2 separate regions of the Sus scrofa genome follow, and region 2 is linked to region 1. A link is a contact called in public Hi-C data. All regions are on one chromosome and are shown on one strand. The core of a region is the stretch at or near the end of the contact, and the rest is flanking DNA. Distances in the headings are between cores, read along the strand shown.

Region 1 (5,712 bases), core at 1,976-4,475:
TGCTCACAGACGCTGTGGGTTAGAAATACGGGTAGAGTGCAGGTGGGTGACTCTTTTGATCTTTGCAGAACAGTCTGAGATCACTCAGTGGTATTCAGCTGGTGGAGAGACCAGTTTGAAGGTGCCAGTACGGTTCCACTCACATGCCTGGTGCCTGGGCTGGGCTAACTCCAAGGCAAGATCTGCCAAGTGCAGTGTCTACACACGGGAAGCTCCATGGGGCCTGGCTACCTGGCAGCATGGCAACCTCAGAGCTGTCAGACTTCTCATGCAGAGACTCAGAGCTCCAAGCACAAGTGTTCCTGACAATAAGTCAAGAGCTGAATGGCCTTCTATGACCCAGCCCCAGAGGTCACACAGTATTTGCAATGTATGCCATTGGTCAAAATCACCACAAGCCCACACAGATTCATGGGGAGAAACCTTCACTCCAACACTTGGAGGTCAAGTGGCAAGGTCACATTCCAGACAGAAGAGTCTAGGCCAAGAGACTCGACTGCGGCCATCTCTGGACTGCCTACCACTGTCTCCCACTTCGCTGACGACTTTGTTTGGGTTTAAAAGGATGCTCAGTCTAATTAATTCTCTCTTAAAGGGTCTGCCTTGGGGCTGTCCACAGTAGGTTTCGATAAACAAAGAACTCTGAGAAGGTAATTAGAGACAAGAGTAAAACAGGGAGTGAAACTTAGGGGGAAGAAAGCAAATGAACAGAAAGAAAGGAACGATGAAGAGCCTACAATGGTAAGAAGGAGAGACGCAAAGACAAAGCAAAGCGGCAGACAGAGTGGAAAATGAAAGTTGGGGACAGCCTGCCTGCCCAAGCAGTCTGGCTTATAGCAAAGAAGGGGGCTGAGGAGAAGAGAGAATGCCCACAAGGCCATGACGGGGTCAAACAAGGGAGGCCCCCAAATCTCGGGCTTCAGAATTTGTGCTGAGGAGGAGGTGATCCGAAAGAGCAGGTGGGTGGCCGGGCTCTGAGCTTCACAGGCTCTTTCCTGTCCTCAGGAGGGGGCCAAGCAGGTGAACAAGCTCCTGTTTGAGTGCGATTGTCTGGAACTCGTCTTCCCCGACGCTAGTGAAATTACGCTTAGAAAAACAGAAAAAGGAGAAACAGGAAGAGAAGAACAATAATAATAATAAAAAAAAAAATCCACCGGAGAAGAAACCATTTTGCAATTTGTTCTCCATCAGGAGGAGCAACCACATTGTCTGATTTCAACATGAAGCAGCGCAGCATTCATTCTTGAGGCATGACAGACTCCAGGCATACGGTCAAGCAACATATTTCAGGTCTAACTCATCATTTTGCGATCACCTTATCAGACCCACCCAGAATCAGAAGCCCTGCTACTCTCGGGAGAGATTCCATTTGTTCTTTTCTTCCCAAAGTACTGTACTCATCATGCTGTAATAAGAGATTCATCAATTAAGAGTCCTTCTTCACCAAATAAAATCCCTTTGTCCTGCTGTAGCCTATGTGTTGGCTAAACTACTTTGGTGGGTCTTCTTTCTGCTTCTTTCTAAATACGCATGTCCACCTGGTAGGTTTAATAAATTCCCAGAGTTCTCTTTCCCTGTCTTCAGTGCAGGAACCATGATGCTCTTTCCTAAATCTTTAGCCACCTCCTTGTCCCACGGAAAGTCCCACTAAAAATTAGGATCCTTCCAATTAAGATTTTTCCATACAAGACATAATCTTTCAGTGCTCTGGTTTCGCTCATCTAATAAACAGACAATTCCTGATCAGCTACTATGCGGGTCACACAGACCTCGGGGATCACAGGGCCTCTGCCTCTAGGGTTGAACATAGGTTTATTTCCAGGACTACAGATTTGACTGCATAGAAACAATCTGGATAACAAGGTCTCCTCTGTCTTGAAATCCAAGTCTCTTTCTTCATGCTGTCCTTAGTGGGTCACCAGGATGTGGGCTGTTTCCATGATGACATGGCCTGATGTCCATAAATCTGACATAAAATCCGCCTTCAGAAAGTTCGCTTTTTTTTTTTTTTTTTTTTTTTTTTCATCTTAAGAACCAGGACACAAAAGAAACCAAGAGCTACGCTAATGATGTTGAACCCTACGGATGAAAAAGAAAGATGCAAAGAAGAAGAGTCAGAAGTAGAAATGAAATGATGTGCCAGACAGACGGTCCCAGGTACCATTCGCAGGAACTCACACATGGGTTTGCATTCTCTTTAGCAACAGGTTTTCCTCGTACATGAACTGGGCTAAAGGTAACTCCTATTCTACAGGAATACAATCAGGTTGCCAAAATGTGACCTCTGAGTCATAAAGAAGGAAGAAAACCGTTCTTTTCTAAATCCCACGACATAGTTCACCCACTCTGGATGACAAATTACAACAACTAAAGGGCTAATTATCTTTAAAAAGTGAAGAAATGTGCTTGATTTATCTCTGGGTTCCAAAGAGTGAAAACCCAAGGCAAAACCTGAAGGTATATCCGAGGTGAACAGTCTTAATGGATGCTCGTAACAGGAATTTAAAATTCCCGCCATCAAGGGAAAGAAACCTGGAGACCTGACTCTGAAGACTTAAGCACGATGTCCTTTGCAACAGGGGAAAAACTTCCACCGATGCATGTACCTGTGTTAGGGGAAAACCAGCCACGGTTCATAAATCATGTCAAAGATCACTGCAGTTTTTGCCCTAGACCAACCCAATGGCAAGGGTCGTTTCAAAGCGCACCCAGCACTTTCGGAACTTGCCGAAGTTTGAAGATTTTTGTTCTTTCAAAGGAAGACAGCAAGGATGAATAACAATGGTGTACTTCCTGGCCATAGGAAGAGGGAGACAGGAGCTCTCCAGCTGCGCTTCCTAGAGAAGTCTGCCAGCTGCCTTCTGCAAACTGAGATCAAAATTGCCAAGAATTTACAGGACAGCAGTTATGATAGATGACCTAAAATACTGATCTGTTGCAAAGAGGATGTAGTGCAAACCACACAGGAACCGACAGGAAATCAGCCCTTGGGCTGGCACTTACACATTTGAGAAGGCTAAGAATCCTGGACCTTTGACAGTCAAATTTCATCATCTTCCTCTGTAGCTAGAGTTACCCTTCAGAGGGAAACAGTCAGAAGGATCGTACATGAAGCTTGTCGGTGCCAACTCGAATTTAACAACACTGCCCCCTGCTTGAATGTGCTTTCCTCACGTGTCAAAAGTCCACCCAAGGTCCTAGACGGCACTTACTTGACCAAACATCACATGTTTGCTGGCACGCACCTTTTTTTTCTCAGCCGTGAGCCCACTGAATGCCATAAATGATTCACAGGCTGTGATGATGGTAAGAAGAAAAACTAATATTTGGAGTTCACCAAATAATGAGTCATACTCCTGGAAGAAAAGAAATCCTTGTAATTGGCAGCCCTATAAGGCGAAATTTTAAAAATTGTTTTTAACATTAATATTCATTCCATAAAAGTTGGCAAAAAGAAAGCAATGGGGAAGCATGTGATATCTGGTTTGCTTATGCCTTATAAAAGTCCAGTTCACGCTCCAAGAAAAAGAGTGAGTAGGATATCTTTTACCTATTCCTAGACTTGCCTTCTGGATTCACTGCTGCCAAGTCACTCATGCTCCCACACAACACTTTCCCTACTAATGCTGACCCTTAAAAATCAAAAGGGAGCTGTGCCTTCTTGGCACCCAAATGCCAAAATGGAATCTTTTAGTATTTCACCTTCATAAAGGGAATGTTTGAAAACAGGCCCCTTTGGCTGTGACATCAGTGAGTTACTGAGGCCTCCAAGGGCCGGAGGAAACGTTCCCAGCCCCTCGCCGTGCTGTCGTACTCCTACGGAGCAATCTGGCAATGGCCAGGGACCAAGTCTTTAAAGCTGTTTTATGGTATTTAACATATGGTCATAAATTGCTCAGTGCTCTAAAGAGGGGCTAAATTTGCCACCCCTATTGATGAGAAATGTTCTTATTTATTTAAATTTAGTGGCAAACTGGCACGTCTCCAGAGGGAGAGGTTTGGGCGTCAGTACAAAGGAAGAACTAACTAGAGATGGAGCTGGAACTTTTCGATACGCTGAAGGCAACCACATCAACGGAGGTTGACAGCACCGCTGTCCAACAGGGTTGGCCATACAGGACGACGATAATAGGAAAAGAGTCTAATTTCTAAGGCCCCAGGAGGAAGGGAAACATACATTTTATTCGGACCGTGTGAACATTTTTTTTTTTTTTAGTTCCTTTCTCTTTCTCTTCAAGGTAACTCTCTCCTCCCTTGTCCCTCTTGATCTTCCCCACAAGTGAGAGGTATCTGGTCTTCCTCTGAAACCTCGTATCTATAAAACTCCCTGGAACTTCCTGAATCCTGGAGCATTCATCCTCCTATTTTGCCATATTTTTTGTTAATTTGTTTTTTTGTTTTTTGGGTTTTTTTAAATGGCTCTAATTCTCTATCACTAAAGACATGATCCTACGAAAACCTTTTGTTCTCTTCCTCTTACAATCTAGCCCTGCAATCCAAAGGTGGAAGAAAAACAAGAATTTTTTAAATGTCTTTATGTGTTTGGTTTGTGGTGGGTTATGAATGAGAATGGCATCAAAAGGGAAATGTGAAGGGGAAAGGCACTGCTGGCTTTCCTTTTTATATGCTGATTTAGAACTGGCTGAAGAATCAGAAGATCTTGCCTGACTCAGGAAATGTGAAAAAGGATTTCAATAAATTGGAAGTCTGACAGCAGCCTGGGAAAAGTAATAAAAAAAAAAAAAAAAAAAAGTTCATGAAGAGTTAGGCTGGTTGTATCAGATAGAAGTCTCACTTTTTAATTTCAATAGAAACAGAAGAGTCATATCTGCCACATAAATAAATATAAAGAGGGAAAGATTGATTTATGAAGAATCAAATATAAAAGTTAATATGAATGATGTCATACCCTAGGAAATGTATACATGGTTCATATCCTTCAGGAGAATGCAAATATGAAATCTCAATTATCTCCCCTAAAGCAGATTAATGATCCAGTGAAAATCAACGGGGAACAGCAACCCAATAACGCCACAGAAAGTCTGTCATGCAACCTGAAGGGATCTGGAGTGGCTGTGCCATCTGAAATGGCCATCAAATGTTCCAAAAGGTCTTATGCAAACTTCTGCTGAAATATCCTAAAGATGAAGGCAGCTCAATGTCTTTAAGGACTGAAACAATAACGAAAAAGGACGAGCTCAAAAGAAAGAGAAGCACATCTGGGCCCTCCATAAACTTCCATTAAGAATCTGGTTTCTTAAGCACCTTTCGTTCTCAGGTTGATCCAGAATTTTAAAATCTCTGCTTTACCTGCTCTGAAAAATATGAGTCCCTCTTTTCCAATATGAAGACATTAATGCCAGTGTCATAATCTTGCAATAAAAGGGAAGCACCCTGAGATACAAAGATAATTAATAGAAATGTAAGCACATATGAATAACACCAACTTGGTACCCTCACGAGATGCTGTACATTTACTAAGACAGTCCCTATTCAAATACGGCTCAGCTTCCACTGAACAAAGCAGAAAAAGAAGAGCGAGGAAACCCAAAGTAGGAGAAGAAAAGAAATATTAAAGATAAAAATGGAAATCAATGAAATGGAAAACGAATACAACGGAGAAGATAGAGAAAGCCAAAAGCTGGTTCTTTGAAAAGATAAAATTGAAAAATCAGCCAGACTGCTAAAAAGAAAAACAGGAAAAGAAACAAG
Region 2 (4,871 bases), core at 1,769-4,268, 220 kb after region 1:
AACAAATGCCTGGTTTCAATCTGGTCGGAGTGAACATCAGACTAACCCAAGCTGAGGGCTGTTCTACAAAAGGCCTGGCCCAGATTCTTGAAAAATATTGATGGCATGAAAGAGAAAGGAAGCTGAGGAACTGTTCTACATCAAAAACTGAAGTGATATAACTAAAGGATTTAAAAAGAATGTGTGATCTGGATTGGATCCTAGACTAGAAAAACGTATATATCGTTATAAAGAACATTACCGGAACAATTAGGTAGTTTTAATATGGCTGGACTTTGAATAATGCATTATATCAATATTAAGTTCCCTGATTTTGATTTTATGTAAAAGAATTTCCTTGCGACATTCATACTGAAGTGTTTAAGGGTTTGCAACTTTCTCTAAAATAGTCCAAAGAAAGTATAAACATGTACAAATACATGCAAGCAGAAAGAAAGCATCAAAACAAATGCAGCAAAATGTTTGCGCCTGCTGAATTTGAGTGAAGCGTACACAGGAGTCCTTTGTACTAGTCCTGCAGCCTTTTGGTAAGCTGAAATTATTTCAAAAGAAAAAGGAAAAAAAGAAGAAAAAGCCTGAGCCAGGGTTAGTTAGAGCCAGTTGGAGCCAGGCACAGAGCCTCTCGGCATTTGGCCTGTAGCGTGAAGCACAGAGAGTCCTGACTTGAAGATGAGGTTCAAACCCTGCCCTGCCAACTGCCAGATACTTACCATCCCTGGATGTCTGTCTCTTCACTCCAAAATGTAGATAATGCTAATAACATCTCTCCGTTAGGGTTGCCAAGAGGACGAAATGAGGCAGTCAGTGTGAAAACACAGCACAGGCCAAAATATTCGCGTATTCTACAAGGATGAGCTGCTACGCGTCCAGAGGTGGAAAACGCAAACAGAATTCTTGCCCTCAGGTAGGCTGATACTCAGATCAGAAAGGTGGAAGATAACTGACTAAATGAAGGGCAGAACATAATTCCAAGCTGTTATAGATTCTAGGAGGGTGACAGAGTGTGGCCGGAGAGCCGGCGAGGGATGGGCAAGCCTACCACTCACAGGGTGGTCAGGGAAAGCCAGACTGAGGAAATGCCATCCAAGCTGAGCTTGAAACACAAGAAGGCAGGAGGAATTGGCGGTGTAGGTGGTGGGAACAGCAGGAGCAAAGGTCCTGAGGTGGCTGAGAACTTGGCATATACAAGAAATGTGACCTTCTCTCCTCAGCTAGAGCATTTACAGCTCCTAGTGCGTTCCTTGAGGGAAGAGCCGCACAGCACCCCGCACAGACTGGGCACTGGTCCGATGAATGAATAAGCAAACAGGTGTCCTTTGGTTTCAGTATTTGCCTCTACATCTCCCCTCTCCCCGCCCTTAGCTGCACTGTGGAGTGAAAAGGAAGGAGGCTGCTCAACTGGAGGCTCTGGAGTTTTCCTCTCTGTGGGCAAATTGCTTAGATCACAGAGCCACAAGGACCCCAAAGTCCCACACTCCCACCTGTCACAGTCAAAGGAAGAGCCTCGGGACAGACTTGCCAGAACCCATGGACCTGGTTGGATGGGGGCCCACGTCTAGTGCTTTCCTAGCCCTGAAGCCTGCCTTGTTTATTTGTTCAACAGGTTTGTTCAGCCATGGCACAGCCTGTTCTGACTCTGGAACATTTACAAGATGAGCCAAAAAATCACAAAAAAATGGTTTGCTCTCGGAGCTAAAGGGCGGGGCAGCCAGGGTGGGAGACTAACTTTTTGGCTTGTCCTTTGCGATCTTTTTCCCTCCTGCCCTCAGGAACCAAAGGGACTTTAATGGGGTTTCCTGCCTCAGTCTTTCCAGAACCAGCATGTGACCAGACTAGAACATTCACCTGTAAGACTCCTGGTTCTCAGCTGCACCCTCATCAGCTCTGTTCCAAACCCCAGCTTCCACCCTCTGAGTTCAAGCCACAGCCTGATCCACCTGACCAGCCCGGGTATGGAGGCACTGGGCCCAGCACCTGGATCCTTCTGCCCCCTCTGCCTGCAGTAATCTTTCTCCCTGATTGTGAGCTCCTGTTTGTCCTTCAAAACCCAGGTGTCATGTCACCACCTCTATCTAAAACCTTGAATGGACTCCCCAGGGAGTCTGCCGGCTACTTTTTAAAAATTTAAAGAGCCCAACCAGGATAATCAGGATAGCTACAATGCTAAATTTTGTTGCTTTTGTCAGACTGGATACTAGCTCAGTATAGCCCTGTTAGTTATTGTTGAGCAGAAGTACTTATCTGCAGTTACATAAATATCTGGCTACAAAAAACTTGGAAAGGACCCCCGTAAAAATGCAATTTGTCTGGCTGACAACATAATTTATTTACACCTTAATTATTCATTAATTAAGGATGGCAGAAGGGCTGGGGTAAGGATGACAAAAGGAATCCCAGTGGTAAAAAGGTGACTCTGAGATCCTACATAGCCTTTGGGTGCAGGTGCTGGCTGTCTCATTTCCCCAAAAGGCTTAGTACACAGTAGGTGCTCAGAAAGTCCTCATTGAATATTGTGTGTGAAGATGTAGGAGTATGTGAGGATGATGACACTGGGGTCGCTGAAGCTACTGTCCACCCCAGTTGGCTGTCCCATAGGCACTAGATTCGGAACAACTCAAAGCTGTCCTCCCTGGGCTCTTTATCCTCAACCGGGAGACATGCCAGTGCCTTGCACGCACCCAAGTAGCACTAAGGCTGGTCAGGACTTGGGGACAGGGCTGTGTATTCCGGAGCCCCTCCAGGGAGCAGGGGTAACAGCCTGGATTCCAACACCCACGGCAGCCCCCCTGCCCCTTTGCTCCAGGCAGCTCCGCAAGAAGCCTCGTCTGGCCAGCTGTGGGAGGTGCCATTCTCTTTCATTGCCAAGATTAGCTCAGACCTTAAAAATCACAGCCTGGCGCCTGCTCTTCTCATGACAAGGGAAAGAGTAGATGTCAGAAGCCTCCTTAGGTATCTGGAAGAGAACAGCTCCCTCCGCTCCCTCCCTTCCTTGTATGAGGTCATTGAACCAGGATGACAAAGCAAACAGTGATGTGTTGGGACTTGTTCCCGGACTCATTCCAGGGTTTCTCCAGCCCCTCCCTCCTCCTCCTCCTCCTCGCAGAATGGCAGACCCAGGTGTGGACAACAAACTGAACTGGATTTGGTCCTGGGGATCTGGGAGACAGACCCTAGTTGGGAGGCATCCTCTGTGATGGTGAAGAGGTCCCGAAAGACCCTGGTGGAAGTGGGAATGGGAGTATTAGCTCCAGTGGACACCTGCACAGTCCTCCAGGCTTCCGTGTGCTTTCATGTATTCTCACATGTGTTAAGGGGGGCAAGAATTCTTTTCTGACTTTACAGATGCGAAAACTGAGACTTGTGTATAGTCAGCAACTTAATCAGGGTTACATGGCTTGGGTGACAGAGCCAGACTTCAGATTAGTTTTGTGACTCTAGTTACAACACCTTCCCACCTCACCACAGTTCCTTCAACTTCACTCATTGGTACACCTCCTTTACACTTGGTACCGTGTTGCAGGCCACCGTGCATTATTGGCTTCATGTTCTTCTTCAAATAAACTCACTTTAAAAATTGACCTCAGGGGGGAAAAAAAAAAAAAGAAAAAGAAAAAAGAAAGGAGCTCCCTGGTGCTCAGTGGGTTAAGGATCTGGCATTGTCACTGCTGCGGCTCTGGTATAGCTGTGGCGCAGGTTTGATCCCTGGCTCTGAAGCGGAACTTCCACATGCCAAAAGTGTGGCAAAAAAAAAAAAAAAAAAATTTTTTTCACCACATTCTACACCATACATATACATGTGTGTACGTAAGTATATATTCCTATACGTAACTGCTAAAATTAGATATTTTTTCATTCTCCTCCCCTAAAGGCAATTCCCATAAGGCTGCGCAATTTGAGAAACTGCCCAAATGTCCCCCGCCCTCGCGGCATTGCTAACGATAGATCTTTATAGGCTGGTAGCCAAGTGGCTGCCCTTGTTGAAATGCTCTGCCAGTAGGATCACTCAGGGCTGCCACTGTCATTGTTAGGGCTGTGCCTCCAAATCACAGAATTACTGAATCAGGAGGGATAAGAGAGAGATCATGGAATCCAACTCCTAAAGGGCAGAACCTTATACAGCACACCCACTCAGAGCCCTCAAGATTAAGGGAGCACCATTCCAAGACAAAAAGAGGAACCAGATGTAGTCTTTGCTCCAGAAACTCGCAAAGCTTACAAACATAAACTACTGAAAACTAGAAGGAATAAGCAGAGGATCTGGAATCGTGGTTCCACCATGAACTTGGCATGCCTTTGAGCAAGTCTCTTCCGGTTTCTGAGCCTCAGTTTCCTTAAACAGAGGTGATAGTGTCTCCTCTTTTTACCTTTTAAGTCTGATAAATAAAAATTCAGAGTTTGGAAATGAGTGATATATCAAAATATCAATCAAATTAGATACAATTTTTGTCAATTGTTCCTCAATAAAGACAGCGCGGGGGGGGGAGACAAGTGTGAAAAATTCTCTGTAAGACAGTGTGTAAGTAATAGATAGGCAATGCCTAAACTCCTCCATAAAATATTTGCATTATAACTAGAGAAAGACTTTCTCCAGGTGGAACTAAGCACCAGAAACAGGCTGAGAAGACACTGGTGACCTGACCCAGCTTGCTGCCCCAAACCCTTTCAGAATCCTGATTTTGAGAGAGTTCAGGATCTGATTGTTACTCTTGCTTTGCTTTGAAACGCTCGTCTACTGGCTTTGAGCCCCACCTGCAAATTGCTGCATAGTGATGGGTCTTTACTGCCCTCTTGTGGTCACTTCTTGCCACAGTTGCACTGACTTTTGAAGCGGTGTGCGTGACAGCCAGAGGAAACCAGAGCCAAGCCTCACG

Evidence for each region. Hi-C and Micro-C count contacts between places; a contact is called where the count stands out from the background.
Region 2: a Hi-C map of embryonic fibroblasts shows a contact between it and region 1, with 3 times the contacts expected there. A contact is called at or near these places in 10 of 47 Hi-C or Micro-C datasets (embryonic fibroblasts, fibroblasts, heart right ventricle and 5 more).

Annotation. Positions count from the first base shown.
Region 1 is chr3:111,268,851-111,274,562 of Sscrofa11.1, forward strand. All of the region lies in intron 3 of BABAM2 (BRCA1-A complex subunit BRE), which reads right to left. Among named protein-coding and RNA genes, the nearest start is that of BABAM2, 57 kb to the right of the region's middle.
Region 2 is chr3:111,492,938-111,497,808 of Sscrofa11.1, forward strand. No RefSeq gene overlaps it. Among named protein-coding and RNA genes, the nearest start is that of SUPT7L, 36 kb to the right of the region's middle.